Linked DNA regions of Mus musculus: region 2 is linked to region 1. A link is a contact called in public HiChIP or PLAC-seq data. All regions are on one chromosome and are shown on one strand. The core of a region is the stretch at or near the end of the contact, and the rest is flanking DNA. Distances in the headings are between cores, read along the strand shown. Region 1 has its middle 130 kb from the start of Dtwd1. Region 2 overlaps Atp8b4 (ATPase, class I, type 8B, member 4).

Evidence for each region. HiChIP or PLAC-seq counts read pairs in DNA pulled down with a chosen protein or histone mark.
Region 2: a CTCF HiChIP or PLAC-seq map of the NIH/3T3 cell line shows a contact between it and region 1, with 16 read pairs. The contact joins two enhancer-like sites. A contact is called at or near these places in 1 of 15 datasets of contacts at CTCF or cohesin (the NIH/3T3 cell line), 7 of 484 Hi-C or Micro-C datasets (cerebral cortex, embryonic stem cells, granulosa cells and 3 more), 2 of 115 datasets of contacts at active chromatin or transcription factors (the NIH/3T3 cell line and heart atrium) and 2 of 9 other capture datasets (adipose tissue and embryonic stem cells).

The regions. Positions count from the first base shown.
Region 1 is chr2:126,280,967-126,286,516 of GRCm38.p6, reverse strand. No RefSeq gene overlaps it. Among named protein-coding and RNA genes, the nearest start is that of Dtwd1, 130 kb to the right of the region's middle. Within about 2 kb of position 2,221, at least 21 of the 459 cell types and tissues checked have an H3K27ac peak or open chromatin away from gene starts, as enhancers often do. A contact at or near this core is called in the NIH/3T3 cell line, where this site is marked.
Region 2 is chr2:126,360,381-126,365,930 of GRCm38.p6, reverse strand. It overlaps Atp8b4 (ATPase, class I, type 8B, member 4), which reads left to right. Exons shown (of 28, transcript NM_001080944.3): 21 at 4,028-4,175. Among named protein-coding and RNA genes, the nearest start is that of Atp8b4, 130 kb to the left of the region's middle. Within about 2 kb of position 2,365, at least 63 of the 459 cell types and tissues checked have an H3K27ac peak or open chromatin away from gene starts, as enhancers often do. A contact at or near this core is called in the NIH/3T3 cell line, where this site is marked.

The DNA of each region.
Region 1 (5,550 bases), core at 972-3,471:
TACAGACGGGCCTCTTAAACCCTTTTCACTTGTGCGTCATCTTTCAGGTGACCTTGCCTGTATAAATATTTAAAATGGGTGTATACTTACTGTTAGTAGATAATAAAGTCACTTGCAACAATTCATCCATCTACATACATATTTTACCATTTACTAAAGATTAAATAAAATTTACATACTAATAAGATGGGTGTGCTTGTTTATTTTTACATAAATAATCAAATTTTGGCCGAAAGTGTGGTATTTACTGCACGCAGAGCATCTCAGATGACTCTCTGCCTTACAACCTGTTGTGAATGTTGTATCACATAAATATATAATAAGAAAGGACAGAGAAGGATGGTTAGACCTGTTTCAGAGATTGCTAGAAGTTCTACCATAATTCTAAGTCTGAATTCACTTAGCATTTTACAGTAAAACTAAGTCAGCAGGGCTCAGTGGTTAAGAGCAAGGGCTGCTCTTCCGGAACACTCTCTCTTCCCAGCACTCACGTCATGTCTGAGACATACCTGCAGGCATAACCGAATTTATGTTAGAATCAAATTTCAAGTCAGCCACTCAAGCAGACATTTAAAAGATTTATTACATTTATTTATCTATGCACTTACTTATTATTTTTGTGTCTATATGCAAACCATGCACACGACACTATGCATGTGTGTAGGTCTGAGAGCATCTTGCAGGAGTCTGTTTTCTTTTCCCAGGATGTGAGCCCCTGGGAGCAGACACAGGTCGTTATGCTTGGTAGCAGAACTTCTACCCACTGGCCATCTCGCTGGCTTCCAGACAGCAGTTTTTAAGATCAACCATTCTAACACAGTACAATCCAAACAAAAACTAACTTAATACATTTTGAAGGATGGGAATAGGAAAATTATCGGGTCTTTGTTTTCCAGAATTGAGCTGGTTTTTTTTTCTCTTCTTGTAAGAGCAGAGGGCATTGTACACACATCAAAAGCAGTAAATCTATAAGACACAGCATATTGCAGCGAGGGTTGTGTGTTTCCCATAATGACTGTTGGTACTGTGTGGAGCTAGGGCCAGGTAGGGTAGAGTGCTCACTGTGAAGTTATGCATGCAACAAGGGTTAGTGTTTAAACCTGTTATATATTGGATTTTGAATTAGTTTTTGGTTGCTGCATATCCAGAAGCCATTTACCACAGCCAAACTTTTCTTGATTTCCACATTTAGTTATGAAATTCTATTTAAGGAACTATGACTTAGAAGGACTTTCTGCTTGTTAGTTTTCTGCTCTGGCTAGAATATGTGCATCTGGCAAGACAGGTGTGATTGGTATTCCCATTTTACAGATGAAAATACTGAGGCTCATAGAGATTGAGTTACCAGCTGATGGTGCCAAAATTGTCTTCATATCCTGTCCACATGTAGGCATGGTTCTCTCAGAGATGCCTTGAAGCCAAATAACTTGACTACTTAAAGAATCTACTTCTGCCATGGCCAGTTCACCCAATCTAAACTCTTTGACCCAACCCATGTCTATGCCATCACTGTTTATCTGCTGGTCTCCTCTTCTTTGCCTGGTTCTCAGGTTGTCAGTATAAAATACTCAAGTTTCATTTCTTCTTCTTTAACACGAAATGAGAGGCCATCATTAGCTCTCAACTCTAGCTAGACACTAGAAACTTAGTGACCCAAAGTGAAATATGGAGTCCATGCCCAGGATGTTGGATTCAAATGATCTGTAGTGTGGGTTTGGTTTCATAAACTTTATTATTCCAAGTTCATTGGAAACTTTCGGGGAGGGTGTAAAATTCATTGTGTCTTTCTGGGCAAGCAGTCTTCCTTCCCTTCCCTTCCCTTACCTTACCTTACCTTACCTTCCCTTCCCTTCCGTTCCCTTCCTTCCCTCTCCTTTACCTTCCCTTCCCTCTCCTTTCCTCTCCTTCTCTTCCCTCCCCCCTCCATTTCTCCTTCCTTCCTTCCTTCCTTCCTTCCTTCCTTCCTTCCTTCCTTCCTTCCTTCCTTCCTTCCTTCCCCCTCTTCTCCCTAATGGTAGAGCCTTTGGCTACCACCACCACTTGCAGTCATAACCTATCTGCCTTACTACCATTTTTTTTTCTGTCCCATGCTTTTCTTTAGCAAAACAAACTGGCTGATTGTCACACCAAATCACTTTCCTTGCTACAGCTGTGTGATTAAAGGGACCGCCTCCTCCTGGTGACTGTGCACGTCACGGCCCTTGTCTAGGGCTGACTTTTCTGATGACTGTGCACGTCACGGCCTGGCCTGTGTCTAGGGCTGACTCTTCTGATCTACCTCAGTCCTCATCTGCTTCATTCCAGTGGTTTTGCAATTTGCCCCGGAAGGTGGAAAATGATTTCCATGTGTGGTTAGGTGTAGCTAGCTCTGCTGGCAAAAGCCTGCTAGTTCCAGTTCATATCTTAACTCTCAGAGGTAGAAATGTGAAGAGGGTAACCTTGAAGGCAGCCTGAGCTTCAGTCAGGAGACCTGGGCTCAGCGGGGATGTACTCAGTGGTTGAGTGCTTGCCTGGCATGCACGGGACCTGCATGTGATCCTTAGCACCACGAAAGAGAGGAAAACCAAGCAACAACCCAGTTAAGAAAACTGACCTGCTAAGTCTATACTGGCAGTCATTCTAAGCTATATATATATATATATATATATATATATATATATATATATATATATATACATGTATATATGTATATATATATATATATATATATATATATATATATATATACATGTATATATGTATATAGTGATAGAGCTAGAGAGGTAGAAATATATTATATGATTGATATATATTAATCATATATATCATATACCTATCTCTATTTGTCTATCTATCATCTATCTATCTATCTATCTATCTATCTATCTATCTATCTATCTATCTATCTATTGAATGTTAAAGGTCACATATGGCTAAATCATAATGTTTATAGTGAGATGTGCATTTAATGGAAAATGTGTGTGTGAGAGAGAAAGCTATATTGGGAGAGGCCAGTGACTGAAGGAGGCATGAAGGAGAGAATCTGTTGCCTGATTAAAAACTATCTGTAAGGTATGGTCATGAAGTATGTCCTGGACATCACAAATACACACAGCTAAAAGGAAACGGGCAATTTCTCCCTATTCATTGCCTCATAAATATTTGTTATATGACTGAATAGGAGATGCCACTAGTTATGATACTGCCACACTGTCCAAATCCTTTCCAACAATCCTCTTTTAGAACTGCCTGCAGAGCCAACCCATGAGTCAGAAAGAAAATGGGCCCTGTTCCTCTACTCTCTACTTGTTTTTTTTTACCAAAAAAGGCAATGCCCAATTTCATTGCCTACTGTGTTCATTAGCTTTAGTGCCAAATGATCTTTAGCGATGGGCTGTCCTTTTCCCCAAGTTTATTCTACCCTGAGGACGAAGATGCTGCTACTAAGAATATACACAAAATGTGTTATGGATTCCTGAGGTAATTTCAGAATAAAAGTTCCCTGAATAGTACCCATGCCTAGGAAATTTCAAATGCTGAGCATAGGGTGTTATCTGCAAGAAGGGCATCTTAATTTGAAGTTGATGAAAGTTGGGTGCAGGCTTTAATCTTGTGTATTTTTCTCATTAAAGAGTTTATTGTTTTCAAAGGCATTTATGGCAAACCAAGGATGATAAACCCATTTTAAAGTATTTGACAGGTGTCCAGACTCTTAGATAGGAGTGCTATATTGCTATAATAAAAGTAATATTTAAGCCATAGAAATGTGCCACATTGCACATAGTAAGGTAATGATGTTCTTCTATTCTTATAACACTTGTCACTACAACCACAGGGGATGGGTTTGGATGAAACAGTGTTCCCTTCCCTGTTCCTGTCTTCCCTCCTGCATGTGTTCGCAGAACAGGTGCTGCAGTCTTTCTATGCAGTGTGGCCCTGGAGCAAACACGACTTTTTGTCTTTGAAGAAGATTGGACTGTCAGAGTTGATGCTGTGACCTCTTAGTTAGAATATTTTGGTGACATATTCCATCCAGCACAGTGCATTAACTATAGCAACAACAGTGGACCTACCATTTGAAAGTACCAAGGAGTTGGCTTTCTATTGTTTTAGAAGCATTTGGTTTAAATGGTAAGAGTCAAAAAAAATCCTACAAGCTTCAAGGGATATTCTTTTACCATTTTTGGTTTTTTGTTTGGGAGGGTCTTTTTTATGCAGCAGTATGCTAGAAAACCAGTTCTTGGAGGCAGGGGAAGGGAGCAAACCTTGATTTGAATCATTTGCCCTCTATGGTATGAATTCTCCCATCTGGCAAATTTTAAGTTCCCAGTGTGAGAGAGCTAAACACATATGGAAACAGATGCACAGAAATGTGCTCTCCTGGCTTAGTGTGAGTGGACTGTAGGATGCTGATGGTGAGCAGGCTGTGGGATGCTGATGGTGAGTGAGTGGGCTGTAGGATGCTGATGGTGAGTGAGTGGGCTGTGGGATGCTGATGGTGAGCGGGCTGTGGGATGCTGATGGTGAGTGAGTGGGCTGTGGGATGCTGATGGTGAGCAAGTAGGCTGTGGGATGCTGATGCTGGGTACCCTAGGTGTGTGTATATGGAGGGCGACCCTGGGGAAGAGCTGCCAGAAGGAAGTCCATTTAACAACCCCACCCTCTGGAAGAAACAATCTGAATTAGAAAGGCATTCTATTGAAGGTTATTGGAAGAAATTGGAAAACATAGTTTCAAATGCAGTCTCCAAGCCCTTTGATAAAATTCATCTGTGTCTGAGACCCAGTCCATTAAGAATTTCTTTCTTCTTTTTCTCATCTCTAATCACCTCACCTCTCCATTTTTTTTATTTTATTTTTGAGATTATAATATAATTACATCATTTCTTTCCTCCTTCCTCCCTCCAAATTCCTCTGTTTAGCGCTCCCCACTCTCCTTTGAATTCATGGCCTCTTTTCTCACTGTTATTTAATGCATGTATGTATATGCATAATATAATTATATAATATATAACATATTCATATTAATATATACTATTAATATATGAATATAAAGCTAACCCATTTGGTCCAAATAATGTTACTTAAATGTATGTTTTCAGAGCTGATTCTTTGGTACTGGACCAGAGTGTTATTCCCTGGGGAAGGCCACCTCTCCTGATCCTAGCCTTCCTCTTTTAAATTCTTTCATAGGGTTGCATATAGTTCTTTTGAAGGGTTGAAGCCTTGTGGGATTTGCTTCATCCAGTTTAGCATGTTAAAAGATGTCGTCATTGAGCCCCTCATGTTTGGGCATCATGCTGGTGACTTTACAGGTACAACTTCTGGTGTTACTAGGAGACACAATCTCAGAGCAAACTCCCTAACCCTTTACAATCTTTCCATCCTTTCTTCTGCAATGTACCCTTAGCCTTAAATTCAGGAATGCTGTGTAGATGTATTTATTTGGGACTGGGCTCCACACCAATCAATTTGAGTGGTTGTGGCTTTCTGTAGTGATCTCTCTCTGGTGCAAAGAGAAGTTTCTTTAATGAAAGATAAAGACTATACTCGTCTGTGAGTTATAAGGACA
Region 2 (5,550 bases), core at 1,116-3,615, 79 kb before region 1:
ATAATTACATCTAGGTGTAGCATCTCACACGCCCCGGGGTTACCTTGCTTAGCTGACTGGCTGGCCATGCTTATTCTAACTCAGACTTGGAGGTTCCATCATGTTTTGCATGTACCATGGAAACAATGTATGATAGAAAATTCTGCAGGCAGAGTGAATACCTTTCCAGAATGAATATGCTTCCTATGAAACTCGAGGGGAAAGAGCTCCTAAGGGGAACCATTGTTTGGAGGTCCCCGCTACATTCCCAGTCTTGGCGATTTATATCTAAGCCCACAGCCTTGGGGATTAAAATCATAAATGTGTGCCCTTTCATGTTCTTGTGCTATGTTTTTGAGTTCATGCAAAAAAAATGTGTTGAAAGAGAAGGATCTGAGGGAGGAGCCATTGGATGGACAATATGTACATGCTTGTAGTTAATCCTGTCCAATGTGTTTAGATGTCGTCAACATCGATGAGTAATGTTCATGCCACGCAGCACGCACATAACATAGTTGTTAGCCATTTTTGGACATGTGGAACCCTGATTGAGTTGGTTCCCATTGATGCTTTAGTGTTGGCAGCATGCCCACAGGTTTAAGTTAAGCCCTATGTTGGCCACAGGCCCACAGGTCTACAGTCATCCCTGTGTTAGTCTCATGCCCACAGGTCTACAATTAAGTCCTGCCAGTTTCTGAGGTTATTTCATGGATTCTGTCATTTTAACAGAGCATGTATCTTCTGCTGCAAGGAAAATAGACAATGAGGTTTTGATCAGTCAGACAAGATAACGCATCCAGTGTTTCATTTCTGAGCCACCATGTTTTGTTCTCAGAAAAATTCATTAAATGACCCAGCTGCCTCCAAGTACCCACGCAGAGACACTAGGACTCTATAGCCCCTCTCTAAGCAGTAAAATCTTTAATCACTGGTACCTCTTGTAAATGGCTCTTGGGGCAGGTACTGAAAATTAGCTGTGTGATGTAGGCTGTTTATAAGATATTGGCCAGTTAGGAGTCCTTTCGTGGAGCAGAACATAACACTGACTGTGATATCATAGAGTCATTAATGACAGTAGCGACCAAATAGGTTTGAATGCTCAAGTTCTGTTATCCCGAGTAAACTGTTTTAGTAGGTCAGGTTTCTTCTCATAAATTGTAACACTCTAAAGCATTACATTTTGACTTCTGATGTGCATTTTGGTGCACACAGTTCCCTGTTTTCAGGGGGTTGATCGCTCTCTGAGCCGGTCCCCGATTTCTGATCGACGATAAAGGATCGACGTCTTTAACAGTCTGTGGGGCAATGAACTGGAAGCTTGAACTAAAAAGTTCACTCACTTCCTTTCTTCCTCACTCTCTGAAGGGCGGTGCTGTCTCCTTCATTACTCTCTGGTGGCATATCTTACTCCAACCTAGAGATAGCCTGTGGCTGGCTGTATATGTAAAGCCATTTGTTTTGATAACCAAGAACTAGGAATTTGGAGTCCTGGATCTGCCCCGGACTAATCAAGTGGCCTAAAGTCAGATAGCTAATCTGTCAGAGGCAGACCCAAGTTTCCAAGGAACAAGCAAGCTCAAAGCTCTGGCCTTTTACCAAAGTCCAAATTATTTTCCTTTAAACATAATGTCATAATTTAAATCTATTTCCTAACAGATCTCTTTTACTTCCTGCATCTAGAGTGCCAGGAAAGGACTGAGGAAAATGGCTCATCCCTCGCACCCCCTCTCTCCTTTGCAGGCTGAATGCATGGCTGAGCACAGCGCTCCCTCCCTCCGCTGTAGTGTGTTCAGATGGTATGGGCTGTGAGTGCTCTAGTCAACTCAACCCTGCCTATGGTTCTGCATTACAGCATTGTACTAAACTGCCCTCATTACAAAGCCTAGAAGGCAGAGCCCTTCTTTTCACATCTGTTTGTATTCTGAGGTCCAGTAGAATGTCGGATGCCCACACACTGTCCATCTTCACCGAAAGGTACTATGTGTAGCTTTCTTCCTTCCTGATGAATTGCATTTGCAAGAACCAGCTTGTGTTTGGAGAGCTGAGTTCCAGGAAGTAAGAGAAAGGACAGCTATGAACACCCACCCAGGTCTTACAGTGCACTCATTCCAGTCTGGCAGGGAGTGAAGGCCTTGGAGGGTGGGGGGAGCATTAGCAATTTTAGCAGAGCATAAAAATTGTTCTTTTTCTGCCTGGAAAGGGACTTGTGTCACATGTTAGGGAGACATTGTTGGGGAAAGCTCCTAAATAAGTAGAATTTCAGCCAGTGTGTTCATGAACTTCACCCTCCCTTGGAATGTTTTCGTTTTGCAAGGGGGAAATAGAGGTTGAGTCATTTACACAGCAAATGGGAGCCTCACCAAACAGGAAACCCTGGGAGATGTTTTTTTTTTGCTTCAGTGCCTTCTCAAAGCCCAGTTTATGAGATCTGCAGTGCCGTCAGAGACACACATTCATGTCTGGTATCATTTCTCCCATTCATCAGATGGCGCTGCCAGTTTTCATGACCATGATGAGCGTTCATTGGGTTGCTTATCTACCGAGGACATTGGAGCCTTCTGCTTGCAACAGTAATCCTCTGTGCCTGCTCTGTCTCCTTCCCCACAGTGCATTTCAAACAGCCTTCTAACCTTACACATCCTTTTGTTTGTTTCTGCAAACTGCCTGCTAACTGTCTGATATCATCCTTGGAACCAAGGCTGAGTGACAAGTCTAAGTGCAGGCACGATTTTGGTCCCGGACAGCAGAGGGCAGTGTTGAGCCAGGAAACAAGGTGACCTGCCTTTGCTTCTGGGTCTGCTTTTGTAGTTCATACATAAACTCTTGGTGATGCATTTTTATATGCATCACTGTATGTTAAATAACTCAAAAGCTGAAGGCATAATGCTTGTTTTAATATGACCATTCTCTCCCATCAGAGGATCTTCAGCATAAACTCATTGTAATAAATGCTTTCCACACTGGGCAGGACATCAAGAAGACAGTTCATTTTGCCATAAGTCGAAACATCTGCTAACCTATTCTTCACTTTCTGTTTTCTTCTGGAATTCATCTATACATGTAGTGGTATATTCACATGCAGGGGCTGGCTTGGGCATCCTTCTGCAGGGGACATCTGCCGGTATTCCTATGATGGAAGCTACTGTGGTCATGCCAACAGACCTGTTATTTATAACCTGGTCACCCACAGGTCTTCTGGGTGGGAATTTACCTTCCTATTAAAGACATTATCACATTTTTTAGGAGAACAGTAGAATGCCAGTTCTAATGGGCTTATGTCATCATATAAGCTACTGATTAGGTCTTTAGCATTGCGAGGAATTTCTATTTGTAAAAACCCCATGTTTGGAGTTTGGAGTTTCTCACAAGGTCATTGTTATCATTTAAACTTATGAGGATTTTATTTTTACTTAAAATATTTTTCTTTTATTTTATAATAATAAATGGCATCATGAATCTCTTTCAAAGTTAAACAAAATGTGTTTATAAGTGGACTATTGTTTTCAGCCAGGTTATATAATGATGAGCGCATGCGCGCGCGCGCGCGCGCGCACACACACACACACACACACACACACACACACACACACACACACGTATGTACGTACGTCAGGAAGAAAGGGAGAGGGAAAAATGGAGAAAAGGAAAGAGAGAGGGAAGGAGGGGAGTGCTCTGTAATGAGAAGGTTTCATTCATCGCCTTTAGTTTTTGTTTAGCATATTGAAAAACACCGTTTTTCCAGAGAGTGGTTCTTTATACACCAAAGCTATCAAGATTCCTTGGTTAAAGCCAGTTTTTAGGTAGTGTAAAATGTTTGAGGTAGTTCTGTTTTCTCTGTGTTTAGCTGCCTAGTTCCTTGTGCTCCCCCAGCCCCTGCAGGATTGACATGCACTGCTGTCTGGCCTTCCCTCTGCTTGGTGGCCTAATACCTGGGCCTTACGCTGAAGAGTGGTAGCATGAGTTCATTTCCAGGCCGGCCTCTTGGTTCAGTTATAGACAAGCTCTGTGTGCTTTGTTATGCCTTTTTTTAATTCTCTTATTCTTTAAGGAAAGCAAAGGAAAATTTGCTTGGACAAAGCACGAGTTTTTCCAATGGACATGCAGTTTATGACAACAAGCAGCGGTTGGGGTTGGACGCGGGTGCAGGAGAGGCTGTGACAGGAGAATATGCCTTAGTCATAAATGGCCACAGTTTGGTGAGTTTGCCCGAGGCTGTTCTTCTCTTTTTCTTTACTCCAGCAATCATCTCTTTTGTGCTGCCTTAATGAGAGTCTCCTTTGTGTTTTTCAAACAAATGTCACTACAAGAGATAGGGCGTGCACAGGATTTCCTGTTTGCAGAAGGAAAGACTTCCAGTGTGCCTTTCAGACATCATTGTTTGAAGGATCGCACTGGATGTGAGGCTCTGGAGAAACAGTTCGCAGGGAGTCTATGAGTTCTGCCTAAACGGTTACTTCCGTTGCTTCGCAGAACGGTTTAAACGCTTTTGGAAGACGGTGGGGGATGGCGCAGATCAGTTTTTCAGTTACCGTTCTTGCGAAGGTTTGTGATTTGCGAGTCATAACCTGACCTTCACAGAATTACCACGCCAAATCATTGCCATTAAGATACCTCTGGTGGTTTTTCTAAATAGCAACGTTCTGCAGCAAAGCCAAACGATTTGATTTCATTAGGAAATCTGGCTCTTGTCATAATAGAATAAACTTGCATTGTACTTCTAACGCAGTTCAGGTTCCAAGCCCCAAACAAAACTCAACCGCTCCTCCTGAGTCTCTAATTAGAATACAAAAGCCCCGACTGCAGTCTCGTGAAATTATCATTTCTATGTACAAAGAACTTAATCTCACATCTTTCTTTGGCTTTGGTGCTCATTTTTCACTTTGGAGTTTGGAAAAAATGAACGTTTGTTCTTGAAGGCAGTTTCTTAGTGGACAAAAGAAGTTGGAGCTGAGTCTATTAGATTCCCCCTTGTGACCGTCCGCCTGTTAGCTCCTAGCTCTCTAAGCACTATCCAGCTGGATCCCAGACGCAGCAGAGTGCTGCTTCCACACCGTGGAAAGTTACAGAGCTCAGCTGCAGGCCAAGCTCAGTCAAAAACTGGTCCAGATGACATGAACTTTTCCCTTGCACAGATGAACACCAACTGAAAGTTATGTCTGTCTGCTGAGATCTGGAGTTGAGTGGCCTGGGCAGCTCGGTAGGACAGGATCCCTCCTGTATTATGCTTTTGACAGGCCCCTGGGCTTGAGGAAGCAGTGTTTGTAGGGCATGGGCTTTCTGGTGATAGTCACCTAGCCTGTCTTTTCCTCTGTTGAAAGAAGGCTCTAAGCTGGAAGCTCTTCAGGAGCCCTGTTTGCTTCAAAGCCCTGTGCTCATGAAACCATGAGATGTCCTTCTTCAGTTAGGGAGAATTGTCTGTATTTTTGCTAGTACAGTCAGGTTTTGTTTGCTTTCTTTTTAAATCATAGCTCCAGTTCTCTCAAATTCTGAAGCTTTTCTGAATGTATCCAGGTCTGTCTTCATCAAAACCCAAGTCTACGTTTAACTTGTTGATAATAAAGAAAAATGAGC